2 separate regions of the Zea mays genome follow, and region 2 is linked to region 1. The links are chromatin contacts, called in public Hi-C maps. All regions are on one chromosome and are shown on one strand. The core of a region is the stretch at or near the end of the contact, and the rest is flanking DNA. Distances in the headings are between cores, read along the strand shown. Region 1 holds the start of LOC100285743 (ubiquitin family protein). Region 2 holds the start of LOC103627381 (myosin-9).

The links. Hi-C and Micro-C count contacts between places; a contact is called where the count stands out from the background.
Region 2: a contact with region 1 is called in a Hi-C map of endosperm, with 5 times the contacts expected there. The contact joins the promoter of LOC103627381 here to the promoter of LOC100285743 in region 1. A contact is called at or near these places in 8 of 25 Hi-C or Micro-C datasets (bundle sheath, ear, endosperm and 3 more) and 2 of 3 datasets of contacts at active chromatin or transcription factors (leaf and seedling).

The regions. Positions count from the first base shown.
Region 1 is chr5:184,725,551-184,729,869 of Zm-B73-REFERENCE-NAM-5.0, reverse strand. It overlaps LOC100285743 (ubiquitin family protein), which reads right to left and starts at 2,203. Exons shown (of 2, transcript NM_001158634.2): 1 at 1,861-2,203; 2 at 16-634. The coding sequence starts at 2,131. The coding sequence ends at 408.
Region 2 is chr5:184,917,980-184,922,235 of Zm-B73-REFERENCE-NAM-5.0, reverse strand. It overlaps LOC103627381 (myosin-9), which reads right to left and starts at 1,643. Exons shown (of 8, transcript XM_008647671.3): 1 at 1,246-1,643; 2 at 956-1,162; 3 at 1-847. The coding sequence starts at 1,467. It overlaps LOC103628738 (B3 domain-containing protein Os02g0598200), which reads left to right and starts at 1,699. Exons shown (of 7, transcript XM_020538582.3): 1 at 1,699-2,095; 2 at 2,359-3,491; 3 at 3,612-4,256. The coding sequence starts at 2,424.

The sequences.
Region 1 (4,319 bases), core at 954-3,453:
ATAGATTACAGTTAGTACTAAAGTATCCAAACAAATCCCATTGCGAACAGAAACACATGATGGAGTACGTACATACAATTTTTATCACTCATGCCTACTCATGACCCATGCATGTAGTAGGTAGGAATGAGAAGTGACCACGGTAGTAGTAGTAGGGACCATAAAAAACATCCCAAACACTAGGCTCCAAATCACATCACAGCCACCATGGCTGACTCTCGTCTTCAGGGACCCTTCCATGGAGTGGCACTAAAGACAGAGTGGTTTAGAGAGCAAACCCCTCGGATTCCGGATATTTAAAAAGGCTTTCCAGAAACTAAAAGTACCTTGGTGGTGGGACTAAAACAGCAGTAGGATATTACACAACTAACAAGTATAGTGGTAACAGTTAGCATGGTAGCGGGAAGTTACACTTGGATAAAAGACTGGCACGGCCTCGGCACGACTCGAGCCGACAGAGCCCGGAGCTTCATGTCCTTGAGGGCCGGGTCCTCTAGTAGGAGGACCTTGTCCTTGTCCCTCACCCCAACCATGTGGAGGTGGTCGGTGTCGTTCCTCTCTTTGCCCCTGAACAGCAGCCTCTGCTCCCGTGGCTCTAGCCCTGTTACCATGGACAGCATCACCTTCAGCTCCCCTGCAAATTTTATTTTTATTTTTCAGAGACAAAGCTTGTAAGTTACGACACAATAAAAAAAATGGCAGACTTTTTAGATGGAATTCAAACCGTGTCAGTGCACACACCGTTTAGATAACGAATGGAAGATCTATTAGGCTGTCTCCAGCAACGTCCTCTATATTCATCCTCTATATCCGTCCTTTACAGTCTTCTCTAAAAGATTTCATCCTCTATATCTCCTTCCTCTCCAACAACGTCCTCTAAATTACGTCCTCTACACTCAAATATCTATATTAAAAATATTTTTTATTTTTATTTTTTATACATACGTATTTGTCATACTCTCAAATGTATTGTACATATTTTAGTTTTGGTAAACCGGTTATTTAAAGTATTCAAATGGATAGAGGATCGTTTAGAGAAACTCTATATATAGAGAATCCAGCAGCGTTCTCTAAATTTAGAGGATCGTTTAGAGGACGCTGCTGGAGGGCGTAGAGGACCATTCGATCCTCTATATTTAGGGTACAGAACCCTTTAGGGTCCCTTGTTGGAGCTAGTCTTAATAAGGCATACTGTATGAGCTGGCGACTATAATAAATATTTTATTATTATTTTCACATTTGTACATCGCAGCTACCAAAGTTATGACTCGGCTTCAGCATTTGGTGCTGCTACAGATACTGTGAAGTACTGTAGTTCTGACTTCTGAGGAAGATGCGGCGCTGTGACCATCAGAGTTTTTTTTTTTTTTTTGATGACCACCAGTCATCGTGTCATCGTCAGAGGAGTAAATGGAAATTTGGGAGCAGAGCTGTGCTGTGCATACTCCATTGCACGCACTGTGCTGTGCATAGGAAATGCCAAATGCAGGGATGCTGCTGTACTGGACAGTTCAGACTTGAGAGCAAGGGCGCTGCTTCCGTTCTTTATTAACTGCACTCAACGACTAGCAACCAACTACGTACTACTCTGCATTCACTGACGAGGAGGATTGGAGGGAGGGAAAAAAAACTGGACATTTCCTACGCACATTTTATTTTCTCCTACGCAAGGATGCAGTGCAGGGGAAGAAAGCTCGGTATAAAATGATGGAAAGTTCCAAGAAGGAACCATGTGAAACCAAGTTCCAAGAAACCGTACTACTAGTGCTGCTAATCCACCAGCAACCGCAAAAGAAAGCCACTCATCAAACAGAGAGAGAAAAAGAAAAAGAAACGGAGAGAAGAGTGTGCTCTGCTCACCAAAAGTGGAGGTGGCTCCGATGGACACATCATGCCAGGAGAAGCCGGTGGAAACCCTGACGGCGACCGTCTCCCGGCCGCCCCTCCCGTCCCTCTTCTGCACCAGCATCCCTCCCGGCCGCACCTCCCACTCGATCTCCCGGGCGCCTCCTCCGCCGGCCGCGGCCGCGCTGCCATTGTCACCGCCGCCGCCGGAAGCGGCCGCCTGCTGCTTATTGGACGTGGAGGAGATCCTCTTGAAGAGCCTCTTGGAGTAGCTCAGCTTGATCATGGCCGCAAAAGGCGCGGGGCTAGCGGCTGGTTCAATTCGCGTGTGTGTAGCCGATTTCAGGCTCTGTGGTGTGGACGTGTGGTGCCAAGGCTGGGGTGTTAATATATATAGGACGAGGAGGGCGACGAGGGGACTGGAGGGAGTTGCGGCACAACTGCACAAGGCTGGTCCTGGCAGGCTGGCTCTAGAACTAGAAGCGTGCGTGTGTTTAAAGTCCAGGACCGGCCGAGTCCATCGTCAAGGCAGGGCTGGCAGGCAGGCATGCAATGCAATGCAACAGAGCGTAGGGCCCCAGAATTCATTAATAAGAAAACACGGACGAGGACAAGCATGTTGCCATTACAGTACTACTGCTTCGCATTGCATGCACATGGGGAGTGTTCCTTGTCGCCGAAGATGACGAGACGAGGAGAGAGCCTCCTCGGACGATGGCGGGTGGTAGGAGGAGTTGGAGTTGGAGGCCATAGGCCAAGAGCAGGCGGAGGATGATTGATCGGGGCGTGGTCGGTTGACGGTTTGCCTTGCCATGATGGCCTGGGCCTGGCCTGGCCGCGCCGGCCACCGCTAGTTTTCTTGTTTTAGTTGTAGCTTAGGGCCCCTCTCCGGCCCCGCGCGCGATTGGTTATGGCCGTTGTTTTGAACGCAAGGAAAGAAGACGACGACGACGACGACGGGGAGGGAGGAGTGGTGTACGTTGCACAGTGCGTGCGTGTTTTGAGTAGGGCCGAAGTTAAGTGTGCGTTTCGTTTGGATCAAATTCTGGTGGCTCCGTCCGAGGGTGGTTAAGGTGGGCATGGGTGGGGGCCTCTGTGCTCACTCATTTCATTTCCAACTTGGTCCTTCCTAGCTCGCTTTGCATATTCGTATAGTAGTATGCGTTAATTAATTAATTTGCACCGCCCGCTCCAAAAGCTATAAGCTACTGACAATCCCCTGTGGGCTGTGGGATGGTAATTCATCCTGCATGCGTGTTCACTGTTCAAGAAACAGGGAAAAAAAATCTATACGAACCGTATCCAAACAGCTCCTCCCGTCCACCACTTATAGACCCACAAAAACATATTAAAATTTGCAACTTAACTCTTTAATATTTTTTCTATTTATATGGACCATCAATTAGTGAATGTGAGGGACTCTAAAAGAGATTATTTATATTCTAGATGCAAAGAATTTTTTTTCCCAACAAACAGCATGGCCGGCAGGCAAGGAAACTGCAGTACTACGATTAAAATTAGTACTGATGGCTGCTTCTATTCTATTGCCTCGGCCAGATGGTGATGATAAGTCCGAACAATCTGAGTCGGCGCAAGATGCCCAAATTAATAAAACAATCTGATTGCTGCACGTGCGAGCATCAATCGCGGACGGGACCGGCCATGGGCCGGCGGAGCGCCGTGTAATTGCAGAGACGAAGAGGCCTCGTCGAACACCTTGCATGCTTCGGCGACGCCCGTTATTCTCGCGCCGGAGGGCCGGCCACATGGCGTCGCACGATTCCCCGGCGGCGAGTGCTGCGGCAATTTAGGCTATTCGCTGCATCTCCACCAAGCATGTTAGGGGTAATCGGCCGGCGGATCGTATGATATACATGCCAGTGCCACACCGACACCGTGTATCTTCGTAGATCAGGCCGTTAGCGGCAGCCTTGCTCACAAGTGCTTTGTCATTGGCATGGATGGATTGGGACTTTAGGTTTACGATTATCCATTGAACACTGCCTATATTCTTCCATTCTTGTTCTTGCCAATGAAAATGCCAGTTTGACTGACAGGTCAAGGGATTAGACAGGATCGGGATCGGGACTCTGGGTCCGCCGTCCACCAGAGCCACGCGGCCGGCCATCCGTCTGGCAACGCAAACCATTAGCCATAGGTCTGGACGTCTGGTGCATGCGGGCCGCCGCCCACCCGCCAGCAAACCGGAACGCGGCCAGCCACGCCGACGCCGCCCGTCACCACATTCAACGGTGCGCTGTCCAGGTACTACCTTGTATAGTGCTTTAGAGAGGATAACAAAGGGTAAGATGAAAAGTGTTGCGTCTACAAGTTGAGGGAAGGCTCCAATTCCCATTTCTCATTCTTACCTCTATTATTATATGTTAACATGAGGCCAAAGAAAATTAATTGTAAAATACGTTGGTGCCTACACAAAAAAAAAGTCATGAAAAGAATTGTGTGAGTACAAAATT
Region 2 (4,256 bases), core at 394-2,893, 190 kb before region 1:
CTTGCAGGGCATCAGACTTCTTTTGCAATTCTGTCATGCAACTCTGAAGCTCACCCGTCTTTTCAGCCAAGGCCTGCTTCAAGGAATCACGGTGTTGCACCAGTGACTTGCCCTTCGTAACAGCCATGCTGAGCTTCTCCTTAGTCGTTGATAACTTTTGCTCCATCTGCTCAAACTCTGCCTTTGCTTTGCTTGCCTCAGCATTCACTGCATTCCTAGCAGCTTTCACTTCCTCAAGTTCATCAGCAATAGCCTTCTTCTCTTCAGCAAAAGCATTCATCTTCTGCAGTAAATCCACCTCATTTCTCTTGCTACCAACCAATTCATCTGAAAGAACACTTAAAGTGGTAGCAAGGTCACCGTGCCCTGTGGCCGCGAAACCAGGCTTCACCTCAGCTAAAATTTGCTCAAGCTGTTCAATACCCATCGAGGCCTGCCTGTACCTCTCCACAAGCAATGAAGTCTTCCTTTCCAGAATAGAAATCCCATCCTGGTCAGCACCCTCAAAGCTGGCATCATCTTGCCTAACCACAGCATCAATTGATGCAAGCATCCGCCCAACAGCTTGCTCAGACCCTTCTCTCCACGAACCCAGGTATACATGAGCAACCTCACTTGATACCTCTGCCTCTGCAGCCCTGGCATGTAGGCTCTCAATCTCTTGCTCCCTGGCCCGTGCCATCGAGTTAAGTTCAAGCACAAGCCTCGAGCAGTCGTCCAGCATTGAATGCAACAGTGTCTCGTCAGCGTCCTCTCCATGCAACGCAACTGAAGCTTCCTGCCCCAACATCTCCTGTAGCAACCTCCGGAGTGCCACTGCCTCCCGAGCAAATACAGCCTTCTCTTCCTGAACAAAAAAAAAACATTGTTCGTCACATCACAAATTAGAGCTTCCGCAGCAAAATCACGCACAAAACCAATATAATCTGACGGGAGAGGAAAGAGGAAGCAGCACCTGGTACTTGCGGAGCTCGGCGCTGGTGCTGGAAACCTCAGGGAAGTCGATGACGGCTATGGACTCGTCCAGCGAGCGTGCGGAGAGCGAGCCGGCGGCCGCGAGATCTTCGGGGGCGTCGTCGAAGGTCTCGCCGCTGGTGGCGTCGTCAGCGGGCATGTTGACGAGGACGCCGCTGTCAGGGTCGGCCCCGGGGCTCCGCGCTTCCTGCAGAGCGAGAGAAGCTTCTCTAAGACGCCGTAGGTCCGAACCCGTGGTACCCGAGTGGAGGCGGCTTCGTCGCGCCATACCTGAGTAGGAAGCTCGACGAGGACGCCGTCGCTGCTGCCGGTCTCGTCAGTGTGGGCCCGGCTGCGCTGCGGCGAGGAACGGCGGCGGGCGGAGGGGGAGGACGAGGACGAGGAGGACTTGGGGGAGGAATCGGAGTCAGAGTGGTCACCCATGGCGACTGCGGCGGCGACGACAGATCTGGGCCGGGTCCGGGTGGGGGATCTGATCAAGCCATCGGGCATCGGCTACGCGGTAACGCGGGGGAGAGCAGCGAGTCCGGTGTGTCCTGTACTCCTATTCGGTGGAGACGATGGGTTGTGGGCCACGCGCCCACGCCAGTCCCGGCGCCCAGGATGCGTTCCGCCTGCAGCTGCAGCGGAGGATCGTGGAGAGCGAGCTTACACATGGGCCCCAGGTGGCAGTGGGAGAGTTGGCGGGTGGTGATTTGTCAAATTGGTGCTGGCCATTGCGCTATTGTCAGCGACTCGGCGACCTAGGGCCCACCTGTCGGTGACCGAGTACGTGCTCGGTGCCGCATTCATGACTGCGACGGGAAAGCCAGTGCCGTGCGCGAGCGATCCGAGCAAGAGCAACCGAGCGGGACGGTGGGAGACTGGGAGGTGCTCCATCTCGCGCGCCTTCCATCACAAGGATCTCCACGCGTCGACCATCCGAGGTGCTCGAGGATCGGGGTCCACGTGAACCCACCGGCACCTTCTGCAGTTTCTGCTTCCTAGCCCTAGGTCGAAGTCTTCTTTGATCAATCGAGTCAATCAGAGAAGTTGCATTTTGTTGTCGTCTCATCAGGCAGGCGATCTGATCGGCGACATGTCTGAATGTCGTATCGGACTTTATCGATCATCTCCACAGGTATTATATACTCTACTTCCCATTGAACTCTAGAGGTGTTAGTGATTTTTTTTCAGATTTGCCGTCGAACAGTTTGGTGTAGTAAAATCGGACGGCGTTGTTGGCTTTGTTTTCTGGACTTTGAGTTTTTTACTTCAGTTTGGTTGTTCTCCCCGATGTAGAAATTTCTGCTTTGCATCCATTTTTTTGGGGAGGGTTTGTGTGTTTATGATACTAGTAACCTCATCTTATTGATGTTGGTCTTATGCCTTTCCCTTGTCTAGTGCCATGCCTTCCTCTTCTCTAGTGCCTGAGCCCTGAAGTGACCAATATTGTCGGTGGTTTAACCATGGGAGGAGGAAACGAATTCTTGGTGGGGATGACCGGCTCTGCTCCTGATTCTGCCCGCCAGAAGCGGTGTCACGACACTGCCAACGGTGAGGTGCGGGACGGCGACACTGTGGTAAAGAACGGGAAGACGTCCGATGCTGCCTCCGTAGAGAAGAGGGAGAAAAAGGAACATCTGTTTAAATGCAGTGCCTACCATGGGAAGGATACGGACATGTGGAGTGGCGACCAGAGGATAAACAAGAGCAGGGTGCCTGCCGCATTATGTGAGCAGGGAAGGGAAATGGATGATGACCTGAACAAAACCAACAGCAAGGAGAGGATGATGGGTGTTGAACTGGACAAGGAAAAGACGATTACATCGGATGACTGCAGTAAGGTTGAGGGTAAGAAAAAGTTCAACACCGCATCCCCTGAGGAGGAGAGGAAGAAGAAACCTCACAATGCCAGCACTGGGAAGAATATGCAAAGGGATGATGACAAGGAGGTGGTAAGGATTATGAGTAACTCTGATACTAAGGTGAAGATCAAGAAGGTGTCCACCCCATTACCTAAGAAGGAGAAGAATAAGGAAAAGCTAAACAAAACCTACCGAGAGAAGAAGATGCAGGCTGCTGACAGCAAGATGCGGAGTTGTTACAGTGGAGTGAAGAAGGGGAAGGTGCCCACAGCATTTTGTGATAAAGAAAAGAAAAGGAAAATGCCTGACAATACCAGTAGTGAGAAGGAGACTGCACCAATCACACCTGCTGTTAAAGAGAAGAAAATGAGGACGACTGAGAGCATGGAGATTAAGATGAGACATGACAGACAGAATAGGAGAAATGTGCCGCTTGATGTATCTAACTTGAAGATGGGTACATCAAGTGGCTCTAACTATAAAATATGGAAGGAGAAATTACCACACACATTATTGAAGGAAAAAAAGAGGATGTGGCGCAATGATAGTGATAAGATTTATGGTGGCAGGGTGAAGGAATTGAAAATATTTAGCGGCGGCAAGGAAAAGAATAATCAGGCTCCCATTGCATTTTTAAAGTTCGTACGCAACAATGCCGAGAAATTTCTGGTATGGTTTTGTTTGTTGCTGCTTTCCATTACAGCTATGCTATCCATTTCTTTTATTTTCCTTTATTTGTCTTATGCCATGGCCCCTACAAAACATCATGTACATGCATATATTGTGCAGGTGATACCACGAATTGTTGCACCCAGACTGGAGTATTTGACTAATCAACTTGTGTATCTTAAAGATTCAAAGGGAAAATGTTTAAAGGTCCTGGTATCGAAGGTGGTTGATTCCCTTGCTTTTGATCAGGGATGGGATGTTTTTGTCTCAAACCATTTGATTAAATGGGGTGAATTTCTGTTGTTTGAGTATATTGCTGAGCGTACATTTTCTGTGCGGGTTTTTGGTACGGATTCTTGTGAAAGACTCGACTTCAATCCTGAGAGCACAAATAAAGGTGAAACTAAGAAACAGGCATGGAGTAATATGCCACCTGATGATTTGGTCGTCACAGATGGTATTTCAGAAAACAGTGGCTACTATGTTTCTGGCGAATGTCCTAGGACCAAAGTGCCTCAAACATGTCATGTAACTTGCAATACAAAAAAAGACCCTAAACGAGTTGAACGTGTGGTTGGATCTGGACCAGTGGCACAAGATATCAGTGGTAATTTGATTGGTCCACAGTGCAAAACAAAGGGTACTCCACTGTGCAGCAAAGGAAAAACAGTAATTATGATTATAGATTCTGAAGATTCTGAACCTTCCGCGCATGAAAAAGAGGATACAATGAAGCTAGCCACATCAGGACCAGATTCAGATATA